Regions from separate parts of the Mus musculus genome. Here region 2 is linked to region 1. The links are chromatin contacts, called in public Hi-C maps. All regions are on one chromosome and are shown on one strand. The core of a region is the stretch at or near the end of the contact, and the rest is flanking DNA. Distances in the headings are between cores, read along the strand shown. Region 1 overlaps Tbc1d2b (TBC1 domain family, member 2B). Region 2 holds the start of Tbc1d2b (TBC1 domain family, member 2B).

Region 1 (7,338 bases), core at 3,151-5,650:
GGAAATGGGTGGACTGCCCCAACAGACTGAAGCAGATTTACCTGACCAGATGAGGCTTAACGAATGCTTGCTCCGGCTGCTCTTGGCTCTCGACCTGCAGAGCATCCTCCAACAACTGGGCTATGACATCCCTGGCAGGGCCCTGTTCCTCTGAGCAAACTGGTGTCTTCATTTCTTGGAGCAGTATCAAGTATTTACTTTCAACCTGGCAGAGCTTGGCTTCCAGGCTAGAGTACTGGAGAGAATGCAAGGTGTTACCTCCACCCAGAGACAAATACAGGAAAAGCAAGCCTTAGGCATCACAGGCAACCAATAAGCCCAAACCAGCATGCTCAAAAAGACTAGGAAGTGAGCCTGCTGCAAAGTATAACATAGGCAAAAAGTTAAGTCAGGGTTAAAAGAGCCCACTATGGCTCCCCCTTCTTTCTAAGCAGAGAGGGGTGCTGATAAGCACAGGGACCAACCTTCAACAAGGTTAGAATGCGCAACAGAAACTGGGTCATAAGCCACTGGCTGAGGTGAAGCCTACCCCTACATGGTTACACAGGCCATGAATGCTGCCCCCTGCCCCATGCACACCAACTTTGTTAGGGCATTCTGTCCAGGCAGGATTAGTTCCTATCTGCTACCTGATCAGAAAAATCAACTTTCCCCTGGCAAATATGCAGGAATAAGGTTCTAGAAATGTGCTTGGAAGGCTGCTCAAAAATAGTACCTGCACGCGGCAGCTGTGGACACGTGCCAGGCATTTATAACTCACAGCTGGATGCCTGTGGCCCCTTAGCCTTTCCAAAGCCCTCTGCAGCCGTAATCTTAAGCCAATCCTGCTGGATCTACGGGGATGGGAATATTCTCGCCTCTCTTGTCTCACACATGTGAAACTAAATCTCAGCAGTATAGACGACTATCTAGGTAACTTTAATCTGGAGTGACCCCTATGACCTGGAGTGACCCCCATGAATGCACTTTGTTTTCATTCTGAAAACCCATGACGAAGCCCACGTGGGCGAGTTTGTCATCAACAGAGAAATTGCACTCTACATTCTTTACGTGTACTGATTGCAGCAGCCATCTTTCTCCCATTGCGGTGGCTGGGTAGGTTTTAAAGCACAACCGCTGAAGCATGGTTTCCGCCCTCCCTTCACGTGCTAAGCTGAGTCGGTCCTGACTTACCTTAGCCATCAGATCCCTCTCTCTCCTTTCTGCATTTCTTCGTAGAGCCGAGAGTTCCAAAATTTCCTTGTTTAGAAATTTATTTTGGCTTTTGTACCCTTGCAGACTATCCTGTTGGGGGAAAAAATTTTTTTTTAATCAACTGATGTGGGTTGCATGTTGGCTAATTATTCTATGTAATTAGCATCTTTGAGGCCTGCCAAGTGAGAGCAAGTTCTAAACAAATTGGAAGACATTAGTAGGAGCTTTCTGATGAATCTTTTTGGCCATTTGTGGCAGCAGGAGGAGGTGGGAGAATATTTACTCAGCAGCGCTGGTTTTTCTCAGCTGACGGCAGAAGTAAACAGGGTGCACTTTCTAACTCCAGTCACACAGTCGTTGATGAGAAAAAGCAGTCATTTAATATTATTTTAAACCAGAGACACTGACTGTATTCTAAGTAGGTTCTCATTTTTACTTATATAGTTCTATTTTTAAAAGACTATAAAAATATGCAAAAGCCCTTAATTAAGAAAGGCATGCAATGATGAACACTATGATCTGTGGTGCATCAGGGACTTTGGAGAGCACTCAAACTGTGGGAAAGCTGAAGGAGGACATTAGGACAGAGGGTGGAGGTCAGTGGTAAAGTATCTGCCTATCAGATACAAGGCCCTGGGTCCAGACCCCAGCACCGCCTCCCAAATTATCAAGAACACAGTCGGCACTTCACTGGATTGGCCAACTGTTTACTTCTGCAACATTTATTTTGTATTTAGAGAATGTAAAGGTTGGAGACAAAGGTTTTCTTTTTTTCCCCTCCTTCCTTTCTTCCTATCTTTCTTTCTGGTAAAGACAGGATCTATTATGTAACTTTGGCTGTCCTGGAACTCACTATGTGGACCAGTCTGGCTTTGAACTCAGAGGTCTGGCTTGCCTCAGGCTCCTGTGGTCACAAGTTTTCCCCTGTTCTACTAGAAGGAAGGTGTGGCTGAGCAGGGAAGAGTGTTCATGTAAAATGCCCTGAAAACAAGTTCACACACCCCTTAGATCATCCTCGTGATAAGTCAAGGAGGCTTCTAAATAAAGATGAAGGAGAGCCAACCATCTTTAAGGCTGTGGTTGGTGAAGATGCCTTATAAATTCCATCTTTTGTAACCACGTCCTCCCTCTGGCCCTGACCATTTCTACAGACTTTTCTGGATACTCCCCCGCCTCCAGACTGAACTTTCTTGAGGCTGTAGTGTGTCCTGATAAGACACGGAAGAACTAGGAAGGTTTGAGTATATAAACTAACTGCCTTCTATAGGCAGCACTAAGAGCTCTTGTAAAAAGAAAAATAAAACAAAAACAAATAACAAGCATCCAAGCGTGGTAACTCACACCTGGGAATCTCAGTACCCCGGACATGGGGACAAAGGGTTGACTTGAGTTTGAGGCCAACCTGGGCTACAGTGATTTCTGGGTCAGCATAAACTACAGCATGAAACTTTGTCTCAAAATATAAATAAATAAAATAAAGGCTGTTTTATAGTAGATATAAATATGGCATAGTAAGAGGTGTTTTGGTTTCTCACTAATCAATCCGACTGGGAGCTGTGGGGAGGGCTTAGGTGGTACGGTCGATGCTGCACAAGGATGCGGACTTAAGTCCGGTTTCCCATCACCCACGTAAAAGCCTGTGCGATGGTACTTCTATAACCCTTGTGCAGGGAGTGCGGAGGCAGGAGGGTCCCTGGGGTTCCCGGGTTAACTAGTAAGCTCTGGGTTAAGACTTTGTCTCAAAAAGTAACGTGGAACAGTATGAAGAAGAGTACCAATACCCAGCTTCCACATGCATGAGTATACGCATGCACACGCTACAGACATACAAAAATAAAGACACCATGCTGGCTTTGTGTTGTCACTAAAATGGCCCACCCACACATCCCAGCCCTGCAGCCACTGTCTCAGTGTTCACAACTCTGCAGTCCCCAGCCTGTGAGCACTCACTCAGCTCACTGCTGGCAAATGAAAGGTGCTAGAAGCCATGAAGCACACGCTCTATCATGATCTCAACGCGAACACACCTGGACTCTTCAAGGGTAAACTCCACTTGGAATGCAAACACCTAGAACCAGTGGCTGCATGGAACTACTGGGGGTGGTAGACATACTGGGGTCTGCTGGAGTCGGTTGGGCTCTACCTGATGCCCAGTGTCCCAGAGGATGCTTGCCTACCCAGGCCTGTGGGAGGCTATACAAATTAAGTCTGTGTTTGTCTTTATGTGCACAGAGGGGAAACTGACAACCTCCTTGAAGGTGGGAAATTCAGAGGGGAGGCGTGTTTCAGCTTTTTCTGTGCCAGGGACAGGAAGAACTGAAAGTGTCCCAGGTGATGACAGCAATAGCAAGGGTGTTGGACGTACTCAAGGCAGTTCCTGAACATGCCTGGGATTTGAGCATAAAGTTCTGCCCCTCCTCCCCAGCTCTGCCCTTACTAGACCAGCCCGTTACAACCAGACCTCTAGGGGTCAGCGGGTATGGAACTAAGGACGGAACTAACTGAGTTTGCAATGTGTTTGCAATGTCTATCCAGAAAGCCAGCCCACAGTCTGCCCTTACTTTTAGCCTGTCCAGCTCCAGCTGGTCCTTGCTGGCTGGGATGGCCAAAGGAGAGCTGGGCCCCAGGGTGGGTGATGACACGCTGCCCTCACAGGCGCTGAGCTTGATGATGACCTCGTCCTTGGCCTGGATGGTCTCCATCAGCATGCCGAGCCGCTCGTTGAGCTCGCCCACCTTGCTCTTCAGCGTCCTCACTTCCTGCTGGAGGCTTTCCTTCTCCAGGCCGAACCTCTCCAGCTGGCCGCTGAGGCCCAGGATCTGCTCGTCCTTCTGGTGCAGGAGCTCCAGTGTGTCCCCGGGGACCCCCTGGCTGATCTGGGGGTTCGTGAAATACTTGTCATATTGGGATGACCGGACTGTCTGCTGGAGCAGCCGAATGAGCTCCTAGGAGCCAAGAAGACAATGAGGTGAACGGTAAGAAAGCTGGGGTGTGGGGGAGAAAAGCAGAAATCATGAGTGTTATATAAGCAGTCACTGGAATCTGAGGAAATGCAGAAATAAACTCCACTGGAAACATTTTAATGTTGAACTTCCTCTTGAAAGATCTCAAAAATAGAGAGGGGAAAAAATGTACTCCACAAATACAGCCTGAAGAGAACAATAATAGGAAACGGGAAATAATGGATGTGCGTGCTGTAATTAGCAATGGTTCCTGGCACATGCTTATCGGCGCTAAGGGATCTGTGAAGTACTGCGTGGTGGCACATGCCTATAACTCCAGTGCGGGAGCAGGGGGATCAACTGCTCCAGGGCAGCCTAGATGACACAGTGAGATGCTGTCTCAAAAATAAATGAATAAATAGAAGTGTATATGTGTGGGGGGGGAATGGGGAGGGGCAGGGTAGGAAGATGACTCAGCAGTTAAGAGCACACATTGCTCTTGCAGAGGACTTGAGCTTGATTCCCAGAACCCACACTGGGAGGTTCACTGAATCGGACATTGGTTTCTGGCTTCTGTGGATGCCTACAGTTACATACTCATACATATAGCTAAAAATAAAATTAAAAGGGGGAGGGGCCAAGCTTTATGGGTTACTGTGCTGCCTAGCAATTAGGTAGAAGGAATTCTTACCAGTTTGGAAAAATTGTCTGACGGGATGTGCAAAGTTGAGGGAACTCGAGTCTGAGAAACCGGGCGTGGGTACTGAGAGGAGCACCTTGTAACCTGTCTAGGGTCATGGTCTAGGGTCATTGAATAAACACGGGCATAGCTCAGGGCACAGGATGGCAGCCCAAGAGCATGAGCCTCAGGGAAGGGCTCCTGAGTCTCTGGCCCACCGAGGGCACACAGAAATCAAGCGACAGTTACCTTCTGACTGGATAGGTCCTTCTTGAGTTGCTCCAGCTCCTCCTGCTGGCTTTGAATCTGCAGCTGCATTTCGGGGACTGGCTTAGTGGGACCTCCGCTGCTGCCTGATGATGTCGCCGTTCCCTCGAGCAAAGGATCACTACTGCTGTGGCGGTTTTTGTATGACCCAATTATATCTTTCAAGGGGCGCTTTCCTTTGTAAGGGTTCCGTCCAAATTCAAAGGGGAATCCTGAACTAGCGACTCCTATATTTAAAAATAAGAAGTTTTTTTTTTTTTTTTTTTTTTTTTGAGCATGTCAAACCTTCTGGTATTCTTACACATCATCCTGAGGGTTGTGGACTCATCAACCCATGCAGAAAGCAGGGCAGCTGGACATGTCTCCTTGTCCTGCTTCACTGTACAGAAGCCCCGAGAGGTCTAAAGCTGCAGAGTCTTTGCTGGACCACTCTTTACAGAAGACTATAGTATGAGTATCACGAAGACAACTGAGGCGCACCAGGCAAGCCCTGGCTTCTTACTTTTACATTTGTTTTTGGCTAAAAACAAAAACAAAATGGATTTTTTAAAAGTCTAAATACACTTTTTAAAGTGAGACTTTATGTATAAGTTGACCCAAATAATTCAAATGTACACTCAAAAACACAAGCTTGAGGCACAAAAGTACTACGGCCTTTTGATTATTTAAAGCTAGGGGAGACAAAGGCATCGGTGGCTCCCTGGGGTCACGCAGAGACTGGAAGACTGGGTGGGTGGCAGTACCTGGCACCCAGGTGGCACTGGAGGCCTGGTGTGCCTGATATGTGACAGCTCACAGAGGCACAAGTGCACAAGTGCTTTCGGACTTGGGGCCTTGTTTGGATCTAGCATGTCTCCCAAAGGCCCATGTGTTAATGCCTTAAGCCAGCAGCTTGCTGGTACTGATGAAAGCTTAATATGAAGTCTTTTAGACAGTGGTACCCCGGGCTGCCTTCTCTCTTTTGCTTTCTGGCCACACAGTCCCACAATGATGCACTTCTACAGGCACAAAGCAATGGGTTCAGGTGGTCATAGAATAAAATCTCTACGACTATGAACCAAAATAAACCGTTTCTCTACATAAGATGGCTTCCCTCAGCTACCTGTTACAGTAATAGGAATACAACTAATCTAACCACTTCTCCAGAATCTATGATACTATGTTCTCTTTTTTTGGAGTACTTATCAAATTTCTGTAAATAAAGATGGTGTGTGTGTGTGTGTGTGTGTGTGTGTGTGTGTGTGTGTATGTTTCTGAGACATGCAATCCTCCTGTTTCGACCTCCCTGGCCCCAGAACTACAGGTATATGACATAATGCCTGGCTTAATAAGTACAAAGTTTCTTCAGGCAGCACCTCTGTGATGCACAGAGGCATAACATATCAAATCTCCCGGAGGAGGTTTGTAGCTGCTTGGACATCTGTTTCTTGCAGCCCTTTACAAACCTTTAAGAATCATTGCCCACACCCCTATCACCATCCCCCTCCTATAACACAAGGGCCTATGCTTTATGCTTCTAGGGACTTGCCAGTCAAGAGTCTCCTCTATCCCAGGGGCAGAGAGAGCAACAGGGCACAGGAACACACACACCTTTACTGCCCTCAGGCATCGGCTTCTTCCTCTCTTCTGGTACCAGGGACTCCTCCAGGTCCTTAGGAGGCGGGTCTAGAAGTTCCCACTCTTCATTGGTGTAAAACACGGTCCTGCGACTCTCACTGTGCCCTCTCCCAGGACGGAATGATGACATTGAATTTCTATTTAAAAACAAGAAAGGGCAGAGCAAAACACGGCTGTATATAGGACTGGTAAAAATGGAGATCTGATAATACCAAATGTTGGTAAAAATACAGAAAATGAGAAAATATGCATTGCCAGTATGAGTATACACCGATACTAGTATCTCAGGAAGTAGCAATGCAAAGTTAAATTCAAGAATTTCTTAAAAAACACCCCCCACCCCCGAAAAAACCTTATTTAAAAAAAAATCACACATTATGATTAACCAGACCCAAAGCCTATGCATCGCAGGGGACTTCTGTAGGTTACACTAGCTATTCTGAAGCTGGGTGCTCCACATTGGACTTTATACTGTCATCAGTGAATAGATTCCTAGAACTGCCTTTCTCAAGATGCCAGCATTCCTAAGAGACACCACAACACAGACTGCATTATCCATGTTAACCACTCCTTGCACTGATGGTCGCCTGACTGTCCGCAAGAATGTAAAGAGAATCTAGTGGGGAAGTGTGACTATAA
Region 2 (7,338 bases), core at 2,405-4,904, 44 kb after region 1:
GGCCTTTGTGTTAAGCTTCCATGCTCACGGGAATCAGATCACATGAGAAGGAGGATGACCGGTCCTTTCCCGCTTTTCCAATGTACATTTTTTACTCTAGCAGCTCAGGAGGAACTACTGTGTCCTGAAGTTCTCCTTGTGTGTATATGTATGCATGTATGTATGTATGTGCCTGTCCCTATGCTTATGAGAGAGAGAGAGAGAGAGATTAATTAATGTTGGATGTTTTGAGATAGGGTCTCTTGCTGTGTCTAGAGCCCTCAGTTGACTAGACTGGTTAGCCAGGCAGCTCCAGGGACCCTGTTTCTCTCCAGCAGGGTTATAGGTACATTGATGCCATGCCCAGCTTTCACTTGGGTGCTGGGGATCAAATGTAGGTCCTCTTAAGCAGTTCTTCCCAGTCTCGTAAAATCCACTTAGAGAACAAAGCCACCCTGACTCTGGCCCCTGAATCTCAGATGCCCTTCTCTTCAGGAAAGCCCTGCCTTTTCCCATTCCCACCACCTCTGTCAGACCAACACTCTAACTTTCCATAGGAAACCGTCTTGCATGAGGGCTGGAGAAACGGCTCAGGGGTTAAGAGCACTTGCTGCGCTCGTAGAGGACCAGGGTTCAGTTCCTAGCAATTCCCTGGTATTTCACCACTGTCAGTAACTCTGCTTCCAGATCTGATTAAGTCTTCTGGTCTCCACAGGCACAGCACACACACACAGGCACGGCACACTTTCATAAATGTAGGCATAAAATAAAAGAAAGTTTAAAAAAAAAGGTCTGCATGAATATTCATGAAGCCTGTGAAAATCTGAATGAAAATCAGGTGGGTCAGTAACCCATGAGAACGTGTCCCCCTCCTCCTCTTAAAAAGGCAAAACAAAACAGTATCAGGGGCCAGAAGTGTAATAGCTTAAGAGCACCTGCTTTTACAGAGGGCCCAGGTTCAATTCCCAGCACCCACACTGCAGCTCACAACTGTAATTAACTCCAGTTTTCAGGTTTCTTCTCTGGCCTGTGCAGGAACCAGGACATATACATATACTCATATATGTAAAATAAAAAAAGTTTAAATCTTTGCTCTCAGGAGGCAGAGGCACTGAAACTCTGAGTGCAAGGCTGACCAGGGCTATGGAAGGATACGTTGTAAAACACAATCAACCCTGGTGCAGCTATGACCCAGTCTCAGGTGAAATGCCTTGCAGAGCCAGAGTAGAAGCCCTAGAATATCCATCCCCTTCCATAATCCTATCTTCCTATCAGAGTTATCTACCACCCTGAAACCAGGGCTTGTCTCTATGACGTAGCTTCCCAACTCCCTGCAGGGCACAGCATAGATCCTTAAGGTTGATACTGCATATAAACTTCTTAATCCTTACATAAAAGGTATCATTTCTGTAACTTATTCCTTGCTCAGTTTTACATTTGTGACAGACAGACTGACACATACAACTCTGATTTCCTGTTTATTACCCATAACATTCTGTTATATGACCAGAATGACTATTGTTAAGTAGTCCCCAATTAATATTTAATTCAACAGACTATACCACATATTCGGTCAAAGACAGTGCCTGCTGTTTTAGATGTCTGCCAGGTAGTGCTTACAACGTGCCAGCCTTTTTCCGTAATGTTTCCTAGAGCCCTTGCTGCCATCCACAGGGCGGGGGGAGGGGGGGGTGGGTGGGTGGGGGCGGGGGAGGGGTGAAATTCCTATTAGACCAAAGCAGGAACTAGACAGAGAAGTGATAAAATGTGTCCAATCCACATGGTTGATGACTCAGGCTGCAAGTTCAAATCTATCCAGGTCCAAAGCCGTCCATTAAGCACTGTAACTTCACTTAGGCAGATGCTGCCGCTGCTTAGATGCTTTTAAAAAATGAAAGACCTGGTAGGGAGAGAGTTCTAAAGCTATCTGAGAGAATCTGAAACAGGAAGCTCAGTTTTCTTTTTTTCACAGGCAATTCCACCGGAAATTCACCAGGGTCCACATGTACACAGAGGGCAAGCATCTGCCTCTGACAAAGCTCCCTGTGGACGCTCTGGGAGCCAGTCCCAAGTTTACACAGACACTGAGTTACCTCAAGTTGAACTGCAGGCCTGCTTGGCTTCCTTTAGAGAAACATTTTATGCATCTGCTAGTGGGGGGGAACATCACAGCATCCCCCCCCCCTCCACCCCTGTTCCCCCAGTCAGACTCTGCTGAGTCGACAAAGCTCTGAGAAAGGGCTTCAGGGAACAGCTCCAGCTGCTGCACGGTCTGCAGAGCTCAGGAACAGTTGCATGCTCACAAGGCCACTCTCCACTTGGCCAGCTTTGAGAGGGCTGCTGCTTCAAGCCCAGCCCTGTGGCTCTGGAGAAAGCCCAGCTTGCAAGACGGAAGAGAAGCCAGAAAAAGGAGGGTGGAGACTCAGGGAACCAAGCGGGGAGCAAGGCCCAGAGTGAGAGGCAGCCCAGCCCTAGGCCAGGGGTCCAGGCCCTTGGGTGCTCCAAACAGGACCATTCCTAGGAGATGTCAAGGTCCTGGCCTTTAGAACTCTCAGCAACAGGGAAATGCTGCCCCGGGACTGGTGACCATTGCCAAGCCTCCAATACTCAAATCTCTCTGGGGAAGCCTAAGGAAGCCTCCCATAAGCTGAAGCAACCCCTCCCACCTTTTCCAAGAAGCAAGAGTGGGCACTGCTGGAGTACCCCGACCTCTCTAGAGGGGGCTGTGGCAAATTAGTTCCCGGGGCCCTGGTATCACTTGCCTCTGGCTATAGCACTCAATGTACCATATTTACTAAACACTTGAGAGTGGAAACCACTTAATCCCAATACTGTTGTCCCCACTTTACAGAGCAGGCAGCTGAAGCACAGAGGGGTCTTTCAGAGGACCCAAGGTCACAGGAGGAGTTATAAATTAGGCAGGGATGGAGGGTGGAAGCCTGCAACTGTGGGAGGGTCTCCCACAGCATCCAAGGAATGGTGAGCGTGGACACAGGAGGGAAGCGAGGAAAGGCGTATCGGGAGATAATGGGTCAAAGTGTCAAAAGATTAGCTGTGTAACCCCCAACCCTGACTCAGCCTCATAGTCCAAGCACAGGTAAAGGGCAAAAAAAGATAAGAATGAGGAAGGAATCAGAGTAGGCAGTGGCAAAGAGAGGCTTGGGCAGGACAGGAGGAGGCCTTTGGGACAAGGAAGGAAGGTGGAGGGGGAAATCTGCTGACGGGACACGAGTGGGCACCGGGGCGCGATCGTCCCACCTTGAGCACGGTGACTGCACCGGCGCTGTGCACCTGGAAGTGTGTGGGCGGATCTGCTCCGGGCTCCGCAGCCTCATCGCGGCCCTGGTAGCTGAAGCAGGCGTCGGCGATGTCCAGGTGGCCGAGCGGCAGAGCGTCCTGGGGACTCTTGAAGTAGTAGAGGTAGCAGCGGCGCGAGTCAAACACGAACCAGCGGCTGCGGTAGCCGCGCAACGGGCCCTTGCCCGACAGCTTCTGCAGGTAGCCGCACAGCCGCGAGGGCTCCCGTCCCGCCACCGCCCCAGCCTCCGAGCCTGTTCCCGGTACCGCTCCCTCACCACCACTGCAGCTCTCCTCCACGCCGTCCCCGGCCCCCGGCATGGCCTGCCGCCGGCGCCCGCGCCCGCGCTCCCGCCCCGCGCTCCTCCGGGCCGCCGCCGCAGCGCCCACCTCCCCGCGCCGCGCCCTCCGCAGGGCCGTGGCGCGCTGAGCAGCCTGGGACTTGTAGTCCCGCCCCCGCCGCGCCCCCGCAGCGTGGGTAGCCTGGGTTCTTTAGCGATCCAGGCTAGCTCCACCCGTCCTCTACTAGTTGTTTTTTTGGGCATTCAAGGTCCGCCCTATCCCGGGAGAAAAAGTTCTGTTTCTTTATGCGAGCGTGGATTCCACGAGTGGGTTTCTAAAAAAAAACTAAGGAAAGTCTACTTAACACTGCCCTGAACTCCGAATAAGCTTTGATTTTAAAATCCGTGTCCAGCCAGTCATAGGCTCATACTACGAAAATGAGAGCGCCTGTTGCCTGGTACAGAGTGGGTGTTCGGTAAATATTTGTAGAGTTTGTGAATGGAAGCCAAAGTATGTACTGCCTCTCTACATCCTGGTTTGTTCACTGAATGAAAAAAAATTTATGGAGGGCGTTCTGTGTAGGATTCACACACTGGAGACTTGGCAGTGACTTCCTAGCCTCATGGAGATTATATTCTAATAAAGCACAACAATAATTCACACATTTTAAAAGGCAAACAAATAGAAGTTGTTTTGCTGCACAAATGCCCTTATGACCTGGAAATAAGGATGGTTGCTTAAAATACCACTGTGCTGGTAGTGTTTTGTTGTCTTGACCCAAGCTATAGTCCTTTGGGAAAAAGGAATTTTAATTGGGGGGGGGGGGAAGCTGGCAAGTCTGGGAGGCATTTTCTTGATTGATGATTGATGTGGGAGGGTCCAGCCCACTGTGGACCGTGCCACCCCTGAGCAGGTGGTCCTGGATGAAGTAAGAAAGCAGGCTGGGGAAACAGTGACGGGCGAGTCATAAGAGGGCAAGCTGTGTGGAGCAGTCCTCCATAGTTCCTGCTTCCAGGTTCCTGCCTTTTGGTCATGGTTCTTTATTACAGCAATAGAGACCCTAACTATAAGACATCACTTGCCAGTGATTACTTGAGGGTGTCGGGAATGTAGGACTGAGACAAGCTCTCTCCACATAGCCTGGGCTGGCACTGAGCCTTGGATATCTTCCTGCCTCCACCTCCCAAGTGGTAGGATTACAGGAATGTGCTAGCCCCACCCAGCTTCCTAGTACTTCCTGTATCAACTTATTTGAACCCTCAGAACAACCTCACAAGGTGTTTTTAAGTGCTTAACAAAACAAAACATAGTAAAAGGATGGAGTTTGTAAAGGAAGATGAAGGTAAGCTACTTTTGTAGGTTGGTCAGAGGAGGCAGATCTTAAGAAGTGAGCAGAGACCTACGTCAGATGGGAGGGGGAACGGTAACTAGAGACTGAGGAGGGGAACAGCATTCCAGGCGAAGGAAGGATGAGTACAAAGCTCACCTTTCCCAAAGAGAAGTAGACATTCTAGTTATATTTGTGAGGACATATCAAATATACCACTAGAAGAGGGTGCATGATCCCATAGAGCTGGAGTTACAGATAATGGTGAGCTACCACGTGGGTTCTGAAAACCAAATCCAAGACCTCTTCAAGAGGGACTAGTGCTTCTAGCTGCAGAGCCATCTCTCCAACCCTATGCACCCCCTCTTGCTTATTTTAAATTCGTGCATGTGCGAGTGCGCTCTCTCTTTCTGGAGCGCTCACTCGCATGTGCACGCATGCGCACACACCCCAGAAAAGACAAGGACACCAAAGTAGACTGCCCATTTGAAGCTTAGATCAGGCTGTTTAACTTCCTTTTGTGGCAGTCTTTTGTTTACTGCCATTGTTATTGTCATTAGTGTTGCTTCTTCCTCCGTAAGCAGATCCAGAGAGAGGAATCTGTCAGTCTTACCGGTCTATGTGCGCAGTAGGCTAGAGTCCTTTGTGCTTCGTGCCAGCTGGGTTGCTCCAGCGAGTGAGGGGAACCAAGTTCAATCTGAGCCTCACTCTGTGGATCCAAGGGCCTATGACTAATTGGCTTGTGGAGAAGGCCATCAGGATGGGTATGACTTTGAAATGCTACAGAAAGGGGAAGAGCTGGGAAGAGTCGACCTGGGCAGTGTCGATGATGTGTGAGATGATGTGTGAGGCAGAAGGATACAGCCAGTCTGAGTTCAGTCAGTGGGCTGTGAGAAAGCGGGGCTACCACTGGATTACGGTCCTAGAGGACAGATTCAAACTTTGCAGATGGCATTTGGAAATAGATGTCTGGCAAATATAGAGATAACGTCCTTCTTGGGCAGAGGGAAGGACCCTGGGAGGCTAGCTGGGCTGGCAGGCTGGAGCAGGCAGACAGTGCTGGGCAAGGGATCCCAGGCTGGTCCCAGCCTGACTCTGCTGTGTCTGAATTCCCTGCACATTCACACTGGATGGAATTGGGACGCCACTTTGGTGCTGCGGGGCCCTGCCTTCGTCCTTTTGGAGACTTTACCTTATGTCATAGGAAACACACTGAAATGTTCTCATGTCCCAGAGTAAATATCAACACAATTTGGCTCTAAAAAGGTTCAAAGATTAGGGCTGGAGAAATGGCTTAGAGCTATGGTTCTCAAAATGCAGGACCCATGTGAAAAGGTCAGTTGACCTTCAAAAGGGCCCTGGCCCACAGGTTGAAAGCCACTGGCTTAATGGTTCTGCGCACTTGCTGCTCTTACAGGGGCCCCCAGATTTGATTCCCAGCACCCACCTGGCTCACAACCATCTGGAATTCCAATTCCAGGGGATCTAACCCCCTCTGTGGGCACTGAAAGTGCCTGGTTCATGTAGTTATGTCCAGGAAAACACGAATAGAAAATTAAAAAGTTCTATGGAACATCCCATAATATTTTGTTATTTCATGATGATGAGTTGTGTTATTTTAATTTCCTTTTTGATTTTTAAAAAGAGATTTGTTTATGTTATTTCATGCATATGAGTGTTCTGCCTGTGTGTGTGTGTGTGTGTATCATGTGTGTGCCTGGTGCTGGCAGACCTCAGAAGAGGGTATTGCAGGAGTTACAGATGGTTGTGAGCCACCACGTGTGTACTGGGAACAGAATCCTGGTCTTCTGCAAGAGCATGGAGTGGTCTTACCTGTTGGTCTGTTTCTCCAGCTGAGCATTACCTTGTCTCCATGGCAATTCTGGCCGAACTGAAAGAGAAAAGTCTAAAGTGTCCTTTTGAGGGTAAAGGTATGGACACAATGTTTAATTTTGATCTTGGTCTTCTTTGTGGATTTTTGAAGTCGATACATTCCTGTTTTCTTTCTGTCTTTTGCTGGGCAGGACAGCTTCTCTTGATGAAGCCCAGGCTAGCCTAGACCTTATGTTTTTGCCTTTGCCTCCCAAGTGCTGCAATTATAGGCATCTACCAACACAACTGCTATTTTTCTTATACATAGTTAGTTCACCAGTCTCTCAAAAGCCAGCATACCAGGACACTGAGCCTATAGTCTCTAAGGGATAAGCTGACTTTTTCCCTGCCTAGCTATGGCCAGGCCAACCTGTGGCTCTTTCAGGAGGCTGAAAGCACAGGCCTGAGACCCCCAGTGTGAATGTAAAGAACCATCCTGGCAGGGGTCTCAGAAAGTCTGGATTCCCCTGAGCAATGGGGAATGCCCAAGCCTTTGCAATCAACTCAAAGTCAACTTGACCCTGCCCATTCCTCTACTCCACCCATTCTCTAAGGTCACTCTAGGCTGCCACTTATTTCAT

Evidence for each region. A called contact is a pair of places that touch in the nucleus more often than the background predicts.
Region 2: a contact with region 1 is called in a Hi-C map of cerebral cortex, with 2.8 times the contacts expected there. The contact joins the promoter of Tbc1d2b here to the enhancer-like site in region 1. A contact is called at or near these places in 12 of 39 promoter capture datasets (the 3T3-L1 cell line, the HPC-7 cell line, cranial neural crest and 6 more), 1 of 15 datasets of contacts at CTCF or cohesin (CD8 T cells), 44 of 484 Hi-C or Micro-C datasets (CD4 T cells, CD4 single positive thymocytes, CD8 T cells and 29 more), 10 of 115 datasets of contacts at active chromatin or transcription factors (the HPC-7 cell line, bone marrow-derived dendritic cells, bone marrow-derived macrophages and 5 more) and 5 of 9 other capture datasets (adipose tissue, bone marrow-derived macrophages, embryonic stem cells and 2 more).

Annotation. Positions count from the first base shown.
Region 1 is chr9:90,222,266-90,229,603 of GRCm38.p6, forward strand. Tbc1d2b (TBC1 domain family, member 2B) reads right to left here. Exons shown (of 13, transcript NM_194334.2): 4 at 6,673-6,836; 5 at 5,065-5,309; 6 at 3,756-4,139; 7 at 1,174-1,284; 8 at 42-235. Among named protein-coding and RNA genes, the nearest start is that of Tbc1d2b, 45 kb to the right of the region's middle. Within about 2 kb of position 4,401, at least 26 of the 459 cell types and tissues checked have an H3K27ac peak or open chromatin away from gene starts, as enhancers often do. A contact at or near this core is called in adipose tissue, bone marrow-derived macrophages and cerebral cortex, where this site is marked.
Region 2 is chr9:90,267,115-90,274,452 of GRCm38.p6, forward strand. It overlaps Tbc1d2b (TBC1 domain family, member 2B), which reads right to left and starts at 3,655. Exons shown (of 13, transcript NM_194334.2): 1 at 3,238-3,655. The coding sequence starts at 3,597.